2 separate regions of the Zea mays genome follow, and region 1 is linked to region 2. Evidence: chromatin contacts called from public Hi-C data. All regions are on one chromosome and are shown on one strand. The core of a region is the stretch at or near the end of the contact, and the rest is flanking DNA. Distances in the headings are between cores, read along the strand shown.

The links. A called contact is a pair of places that touch in the nucleus more often than the background predicts.
Region 1: a contact with region 2 is called in a Hi-C map of leaf, with 7 times the contacts expected there. The contact joins the promoter of LOC100282594 here to the promoter of LOC100194209 in region 2. A contact is called at or near these places in 6 of 25 Hi-C or Micro-C datasets (ear, endosperm, leaf and 1 more).

Annotation. Positions count from the first base shown.
Region 1 is chr6:174,713,812-174,718,578 of Zm-B73-REFERENCE-NAM-5.0, forward strand. It overlaps LOC100282594 (Serine/threonine protein phosphatase 2A 57 kDa regulatory subunit B'), which reads left to right and starts at 1,730. Exons shown (of 3, transcript NM_001353132.1): 1 at 1,730-2,051; 2 at 2,152-3,462; 3 at 4,014-4,644. The coding sequence starts at 2,326. The coding sequence ends at 4,382.
Region 2 is chr6:174,558,258-174,562,992 of Zm-B73-REFERENCE-NAM-5.0, forward strand. LOC100194209 (Ribosomal protein L7/L12-like) reads right to left here and starts at 2,416. Exons shown (of 1, transcript NM_001139252.1): 1 at 891-2,416. The coding sequence starts at 2,382. The coding sequence ends at 1,720. LOC100382435 reads right to left here. Exons shown (of 4, transcript NM_001368199.1): 2 at 4,114-4,309; 3 at 4,006-4,025; 4 at 3,389-3,665. The coding sequence ends at 3,635. It overlaps LOC100283736, which reads left to right. Exons shown (of 3, transcript NM_001156635.2): 3 at 1-147.

The sequences.
Region 1 (4,767 bases), core at 480-2,979, 150 kb after region 2:
TCTGAAACCGTTTTATCCCTAAGAACGAGTGTGGATAGCTGTTGGGGCCATGCTTCGTTGCGCCGAAGGTCTTGCGTGAAGAAGCAGCTTCGGCTGAAATCGTCCCCAGGAAATGGCCGAAGGTTCCTTTTTATAGAGCTTCGGCGTTGCAAACCGACATAAAGATAGAATGACCTTTTTATCCATAGAGGTCTAAGATAATGTTGTAAACTTTTGTAAAGGGCATAATTATAATTCGTCACAGGCTGCGTCCTGTGTCTATAAATAGATGAACAGTACCCCCGTACTGGACACACGAACCTGTCATTTGCCTTCACATCACACTTGTATTCTTCAAGACCGAAGGTACATTTGTAATTTGGAGTCATTTACATTCGTTTATAATAATAAAAATGGAGATGATTTTATGATAACATTTAAGTATTTTCATATCTCATGATTTATATGAATGCTTCGTTCCTCATTGTCACGCTTACGAAGCTACGTCCTTCGTAACCTTCGTCCGAGATGCTTTATATCCCAAAGGGATATAATGTTATGGAGGACGAAGGACTTTTACACTTAACATTTTCTATGTTGCCTTGTTCTTAATTCTTAGCATTTGAGAACAAGTCCCCAACAATAGCCTTATAGAAAAGGTGTACAGTCGCCCTAAGCACTGCGCCTTTGTGACGGTAGCCTACGCCTCGTTCAGCAAATGTCCTTTACAAGTACTGGGCAGGGACCATGGCGCCAATATAATGAGGGCAATGAGCGTTCGAATCAGTCATCTGTCACACTACTAACTAGGCATGAATGCGTGCATGATGGAGGCCCTGGACCGGAGTTGCCAAGACGGTCAGAACTGAAGAATTGCCGGAGGAGCTCGTGTTCCGTGATTGTTTTTGCATGAGTATGCCTGCACTGCACTGCACCCTCTCATTGCACAACTGTGACGGATGGGCGCTGGTTCCGCACATGCCGAGTGTCTGCTGCCACGCTCTCCCGACGCCGAGCCGAGCCCGCGGCCAACTACAGGCAAGCACAGTCTCGTCGCTGCAGCGCGGCCGGCAGGCCCCCTGCGGCGGGACAGCGACGGAGCCGGCCAGCCGGGGCTGCTGGTCCGGCCCACCGCACGGCCGCCGCTGAGGTCACACGGTACGCGGGCGCGGCCGACCCATCTGCCCCCTCCGTCCCCGCACCCGGCCGACGGACGGCCGGGATAATCCCTCCCCGCCCGTGACCACGTCTCCTTTCGAATTAAAGCGCCGTGCCCACCCAAGGACGGGGGCGCCGGACCGCCGATTAAAGCCTGCGGTTTGCACATGCACCCCTGCGTTCCTGCGCAATTACGCCCGTTTAATCGTCGACAAAGCGGGAGCAATTCCCAAGTAAAGCCAGGATCCTCTTCGATACAGAAGCTGTGAATCCACCTCGCTTCTTGTCTCATTGCCACCTGGGCCCCATACGTTAGGGTGCAAAATGAAAAAAAAGAACACAGTTTTCTCTGAAAGAAAAAAAACCTAGATCCGTTTTTTTCTTGGATTAGAGTTAGGAGAGCTGTAGACAAAGCCCCCGCCACCGGATTTGGGGTGATGAGATTTCGCTTCATCTATCTGCACGGGCCTCGTGAGCCGTACACCGCAGACCGTCACTTTAATTGCTTCTTTGTCCGTACATGCCCCGTGATAAACAAACCATTCCCCGCAAGAAACAGCAAACAGGCACAGCCCTCCCCTCCTCCACTCCTCGCCCTCTCTCTCTCTCTCTCTCTCATCCCGTCCCGAGAAGCGGACAAAGCGCGGCGCTGCAGATTTCGATCCGGTTCCCAATGCCTCCCATGCTCGCCGTCGCCCCGTGCTAGCTCCTCTCCCGTCTCCGCTTCCTCCACCTGCCGCGCCAGCGCCACGCCGCCTGGATCCGGCGAGCGCGTGGCCGGGAGCCTCAGATCCGAGCGAAACCCAGCCTTCCCGTGGTGACGGCCTTCGCTCTAGCTCCAGATTGGCTGGCGGCTGCCATTCCTCCTCCTCCTCTTCTCGCTCGAGGTTTCAAGGCGGGTCCGTTCAGCTCTGGTGGGTTTTCGGGTTTGCTCATACTTTTTCTTCGGTTGGTTTGCTTCAGCGTGGTCCAGATTTAGCTGCATTTTCTCGGGCTGTGTTTTTTCTGTGCCAGAAATCTACGGAGGAGTCTTGCCGCCGCTTTAAACGTAGAGGTAGAGCTGTAGTATATATTTTGGCGAGTAATCCTGCTTCTTGCTCCGTTCCCGTGCTAGTGCTGGCGTGACAGTGGAAAGGCTTACTGTTGCCATGGTATTGGTGTGACGAACCCGTCAAGGTTTTGCGCAAGATGTGGAAGCAGCTCCTCAGCAAGCTGCCCCGGAAGTCGCCGGCCTGCGGGGATTCGGGCCAGTGCAGCAATGGCACCGGTATACAGCGCACGAGCAGCTGCGGGAGCATCCCGCCCGGCCGCCCGGCCTCCGCCATCCGGCGCATGTCATCCGCCGTCTTCCCCTCGAGTGTCGTGGCCGGTATCGAGCCGCTGGTCTCGTTCAAGGATGTCCCCAACTCGGAGAAGCAGAACCTGTTCGTCAGCAAGCTGAGCCTGTGCTGCGTCGTCTTCGATTTCTCGGACCCGAACAAGAGCTCAGTGGAGAAGGATATCAAGAGGCAGGCATTGCTGGATCTTATAGAGTTTGTCGAGTCGACCAACGCTCGCTTCTCGGAGGCAGCCATCGCGGCCTGCTCTAGGATGTGTGCCATCAACCTGTTCCGGGCGTTCCCTCCGAGTTGCAGATCTGGCTCATCAGGTGGTGGTGAGGGCGACGAGGAAGAGCCAATGTTCGACCCCGCGTGGTGCCACCTGCAGCTTGTTTATGAGCTGCTGCTGAAATTTATCGGATCCTCGTCCTTGGACGCGAAGGTAGGGAAGAAGCACTTTGATCACTCATTCATCGTGAAGCTCCTTAATCTTCTTGACTCCGAGGATCCAAGAGAGAGGGATTGCTTGAAAACTATTCTGCACAGGGTATATGGGAAGTTCATGGTACACCGTCCTTTCATCCGCAAAGCAGTGAGCAACATATTTTACCAGTTTGTCTTTGAGACTGATCGGCACAATGGGATCGCGGAGCTGCTGGAGGTCTTTGGCAGTGTCATTAGTGGGTTTGCATTGCCTCTGAAAGAAGAACACAAGATCTTTCTTTGGAGAGTTCTGATTCCTTTACACAAACCAAAATCTGTTGGTGTGTATCTTCAGCAGTTGACCTACTGTGTAACACAGTTTCTGGAAAAGGACCCAAAGCTTGCAAGCTCAGTGATAATTGGTTTGTTAAGATATTGGCCGATAACAAACTGTCAGAAGGAAGTGATGTTTCTCAGTGAGATTGAAGAGATCTTGGAGTCTACCAGCCAAGCAGAATTTCAGAAATGTATGGTACCGTTGTTTCGGCGAATTGCTCATTGTATTACCAGTTCCCACTTCCAGGTAACATGCCCTGACAAATCTAATCTAATAAGTGTTTCAGTTGCTTGTTGCAGTATGCATCTCAATAACCCAGGTGCCATATGGAATTAGGTTCATTCTATATTACTTGCACCTACCACTTCTACTATAAACCTAATCTTATTGGTGGCAAGTCTGGAAAAAAGGAGTAGATATAACTCAATCAGACTCTGACAACCAGGTTATTTTAGTCCCTTCATGTGACTAGCATTTGAAGGTCATAATTTGTCAACATGCCAAATGAATAAACATCTGAAATAATTGTGGACACTAACAACAGTGGGCAATCATGTCACAGTCACCACTAAATCATGCCATGCATAGGCCCCCCTATATGCTGTTTAATATGGAAAACATCAGATACTTGGATTTGGACCAGCATTAAGCATTGGAATGGTCTAAACATAAAAACACAGTTGGATGCTCTGTCTTTAAGGTTTGCCTTAACAGTTGGCAGTTGCTGCCTTAACAAATCCTCTATGTTGGCAGTTTTGTTGTCGTCGTCGTTGCCCTAACAAGTTGCATTGTTTCAGGTTGCTGAAAGAGCGCTCTTCGTATGGAACAATGATCACATTATCAGCTTGATTGCACAAAACCGCCAAGTGATCATGCCTCTTGTCATTCCAGCGCTAGAGCAAAACATTCAGAATCACTGGAACCAGGCGGTCCTGAATCTGACCGTGAATGTCAAGAAAATGTTATCTGAGATGGACGACGATCTCTTCTCGTCATGCCTGGCGAAGTACAAGGACGAAGAAGAAAAACGCGTGTCGCTAGAAGCGAAGCGTAGACTTACGTGGGAGAAGCTCGAGTCAGCTGCAGCTTTCCAGCCAGTGACTGGCCATACAGCCGTCCTAGTAGGCCACCGGCCGTCAGCAAATCTGATCGCCACCATGATCTAGCTCATGCATGTATGCCGAACAAGCGAATGTGGTGCTCTCCCCCCCTTTTGGTGAGGCGCAGCAAGTGTAGTGTTCTCTATTTTGCTCCTGCTTATTATTATTTTCCTTTTGCTGGTATGGGTAATCAGTGTAGTAGTAAGTTGTAACTATTTCCGGATGTTTATGTTCTTAAGGCAAGGATACCTGTAACTTAAGACTGCCGAGTGCTGACACTCTACATGTATCTTTGCCTGTTTATGGATGAACAGGTGTCCTACAGTTTAATTTCACTTTCCATCTTGCCAATAGGCTATATATATATATATATATATATATATATATATATATATATATATATATACATATATATATATATATATATATATATATGGATGACTGGTATGCA
Region 2 (4,735 bases), core at 1,166-3,665:
GCGTGCCCCTTACAGGTTGTGCTGTAATATTACAAACGGGATTAGTGGTTGTGCATTGCCCTGGGATCCTGAACTCTGTTCTGTAACTTGAGATGCAAATGCTGGGTACCTGGATGTTTTCTTAAGCACGAGTATTTCAGCCTCGAGATGTGATCAATTGCATCGAAAGCATGTGCTCCAAGAACGCAAGCATGAGGAAATACAGCAAAAAACAGCAGATTAACTGAATCCTTTCTCTGAATCTTTTTGAGAAACAACTTTGCACGACGATTCACTGCTGTACCAGGACGCGCTACGTGAATTTTTCTAGACCTTTTTGGTGCTTGCAGTCACGATCATTTCATTTGTCATCTTTTCACGTCTCTTTTGTGTATAGAATCTTTGTGTTGATCTTTAGTGTAGATTATGGGGTTGTTCGCTTTAAATTAAAGTTGGCTATTTGTTTGATGCAGCTTTAATTAGGAATGGTAGTGGATTATGGTCCAAACGTTTTTTCATAAAATGTTCGGATTCTAAATAAATTTTAGTTATAAATAGAGATCTAATCCTAAATTAGAGGGCACTAGATATGTTGATGTGTTCACTATGGATGTTTCCTTTTGTTTTATGGTTTTATGGTGAATATTTGTTATTTTTCGATCCATAATACCATATGCAGGAGACTGCAAAAGGATAGAACATTATGTTTCTATTATATAAAAAAGGCTCTGAAATCGTGATATCTCTCATAATGTATCGACGGTAAACCATGAGCCATAACATTGGGCTCCAAGTCTCCTGTTTGATTGTATACCTAATGTATTAAAAATCACCGTATATTTTCTACCACTTGTTTAAGGTTAGACGCTCAAATTCTTTGCCACATCTTGTTATGCCTAAAAGAATTTTGTAACGTTTTTACAAGTCATTAATGAAAGAAAAATCTTATCACAACTATAGCTACAAACAAAACACACTTCTAATCTAGTCAAACTAGCCTAACTTTAGGTGTGGCAAACCGTGAGTGAGACAGTGTACCAATCAGTCTACGTAAGGCAAGACGTCAACCAGAGGCCTAGAAGTAGAACACATGCTTTAATACTCCAACTGTGCATGCTTTTTATCTCAAATTTAGAAATAATTTATTCCCTGTTTCCTGTTAGCGAAGGCTATTCCTAAACAGGACAAGAAGAAACACATGATGACATGAATGATTGAAGACCGTTGAGCCTCGAAATTTCAGTAACAGTGCCGAGCCAAGCAGCATGCGGCATCAACCCTGAGGATAGAGAAGCGCATGGAGCTACAGCACCTGGCCACCTGCACATAGCATTATAGCAACAACAGTCGAGAGTTAAGTTGCATTCAATAAGAATCGATTTGTACATTCACAGAAACAAGAGCAAAATGTTATTGTATCCATATGGACATCCAGTCTCAAACAAGACCCTGCGATGAACAAAATAACTAACTATGTCATTTTAACTTCCCACAATTGAAAGGTCACAAATTCGAACATAATGACGAGCGATTGATGCCAATACCCTATAGCATTGCAGGATCAATGTTCATTTGATTAACGTGCTTGAAAACCTATTAGCGCTGTGCCACATCAATTTCCGCAAGTTCATAGAGGAACTGTCCACAATCCACCCGTCCATCCTTGCACTTAAAGTTGATCTGAAATGAAGCATAGATTCGCAGTTGCAGGATTTCACCGTTGAAAAAGGCTTGTTCTGATCAGTCCATGACGACCTTGGCGCCAACTGCCTTCATCCGCTCGATGATCGCCTTGGCTTCGTCCTTGGATAGGCCGCCCTTGATCACCGCAGGCGCCTTCTCCACCAGCTCCTTGGCCTCCTTCAGCCCCAGGTCGGTGAACGACCGGATCTCCTTGATCACCTTGATCTTGCTCGCAGCGTCGTAGCCCTCCAGCCGCAGCTCGAAGACGGTCTTCTCGGCCGCCGCCGCCGCCGCCGCCCCCGCCTTCTCCCCCGCCGCGCCGGCCGTGGCGGCGCCGCCCAGCCCCGCGGCGGAGTTGAGGATGGCGATGGGTGGTGCGGAGGGTATGTCGAGGCGGCGGAGGAGGAGAGAGGAGAGAGCCGCGGTCTCCGCGAGGGTGAGGGAGGAGACATCCTCGACGAGGCGCCACACGCGGTCGGACGGCAGCGGGCGGGACGGGGAGGACGGGTCGAAGGTGGAGGGGTCGTAGTTGGTGGGAAGCTTGCGTACGTCGATTAGCTCCTCGGCCGTAGCGGTGGAGAATGCCGCGGGTAGGCGGTGGCGTCGGAGAAAGAGGCGGTGGCCGGAGCGGAGCAAGGAGGAGGCCATGGCGACGAGGCTAGGGTTCTGGCCGTGGGGAGGGCGATGAGTTTGGAAGCTTGGATCTGGGGTTAGGCCCATGTAGAAATTTCGGCCCGATAACCCCCTCAGATGAGATGGGTTCAGTCAGGTTCGGCAGGACTGAGCTAGACTAAGGATGTTTGAACGTAATAGTTAGTTAGATAAAAAATTGTCAGTGTAATTAACTAATTTACTAAAAGATTTGTTGGCGAAAAAGCGAAGAAATAGGCTCGTCGTTCCATCACAATATCATCAAAAATAAGAAAAAAACGAATATCCTGTTTGGGTAGTTAAATGGAAATACCCTTTATGAGTGTTTTACGTAGAAATACTATTTTTGTCTATTTTGACGATCCACGATACATTAGTTAATATTTGAACTATTAGATAGAGTATTTAATGTCTCTAACTAATTTTAGTCACTAACTATTAGCTCCAGTACATTTAAATATTTCATAAGATTTAACAGAGTGAATTAAGCAGTCAGACTGTCCGAGCAATTTCAGTCATTTTGATCTCGAAAAGAAAAGAAACTCTATTTTGGGCTAGCAAAGGATAAACCAACAAATTAGTAAGCTGAGACAAACCTTCACAAGACAAGCCCACCATAAATACAGAAAGATAGTTTCGAATTCATGACCAGTGACTTAGGCTTTATTTGGTTATTCAAGTATTGAACCCAATTCACTTATGTTGATGTGGATTGTTGTGTAAATTAGTTTAAATTACACCCCAATTAACCTCAATACATGTGGATTAAACTCAATACTAAAGTACCCAAACTAAGCCTTAGGGGTTTTTTAATGCACTAAAGCTAATGGTTAGTAACTAAAATTAGCTATAGACATTCAAACACACTAGCTAATAGTTTAGGTATTAACTATTTTTAATAAGCTAGCTACTAGTAAGCTAGCAATTTTATAACCAACAAACTAACTTTAGTACATTTAAACACCCCTCAGTATTGTTTCGAATTCGTGACCTGGTGACTTAGTAGACTTAGTCAGTCAGTGAGACAGCACCAGACCGGCCATTCACATTTCAAGTGATAATGCAAAAAAATCCGAGTGTCCATCAATCAAAGTTTACATTCATTACTGGAAATGACAAATCACAACTGCTACAGATCATCCAAGCGAAGGAGTTGCTACATCAGTTTATGAGCTCTGCTTAGGTCCAACGATATAGTATCACAAAATATTATATCAACAATTACCAAAATAAAAACTGAGTGTACAAAGAGCCCATTGGGAATGTTCGACATCAGATGAAATTCCATATTTTCCTTGGAGGGTAGCTCTTTCTACGTCCATCAGAAGATATGAACAATGTCATAAGCAAATCTATCTCTCTCATCAAGGATGAACAAGAGCAGAGAAGGACCAACACTAAACCAGTTGAACATAGATAGGAAATAAGCATAAACATGTTTATAGATTAGGAAAAATAAACTGCTTCGCTGGTTCAGGGATTGTTTTGTCCGATTGACTAAAATATTGTTCATTTATATTCCACCAAAATAGATGGCAACAGTATGTTACCCAATATGCAACCAGTAGAGTATGAACATGTTGGTTTACCATCCCAACTATTTGCAATATTCAGCCTATCTACACAAGCACATGAAGAACAGAAATAGAGTATGAACAAGACTGTTTATAAATTATCGAAGAAAAAGGATACGTCCAGAACAGCACGAATGACTGCAAAGAAAATTGCATTGTATTAGTACATCATTAAACAACATGATAAGCAACAGAGTATGACATGGCAGTAAAATAAGGGCTTTACCATAAGGCCACCAAAAACTCCTTCAATTGAAATCCTGGTCCAACTATCGAAGTATGTCTGCACTGAAAACTTTGACTTTGCTAAGAGCCCGATAGATGCAACCATCATTATCAGAAAGTAGAAGACAAATCCCGTCAAGCCTGTGAATCCCCAGATTCCAGCAACAACTCCACCAATGATCGACAAGAATGTTCGACTGTGACATGAAAATACCTCTTGTTTAGGACAAGGGAAAATTGGCAGCTTAGCATCAAAGTTCAAAAGATTACATGTTTGGGAATGCACCATTAAAAGAATAGATCTTTTCCATCTAGCATTGAAAGATTGAACATTACTGGTATATAGCACTCTATCTCCTTCCGTTACATAAGTCTAAATCTTTCATTTTTTTGCAATTTACAAATATATGGGAATTACAAAAAAAAATACAGTTTTACCCCTGTGCCTAAATTCACCAAACAACTTGGTGCCTTGGCTGTTAGCTTTCCATCCCTCATGAACGAATAGCCCACACCACAGCCTCACGCACGCAGACAACTGCATAGGAGACAAGCAGCCCTCTCCAGTGCCCGAGACGCAGAGTTCCCCGGCGGCAGATCTTTCCTCCGACAACCCTCCCCCA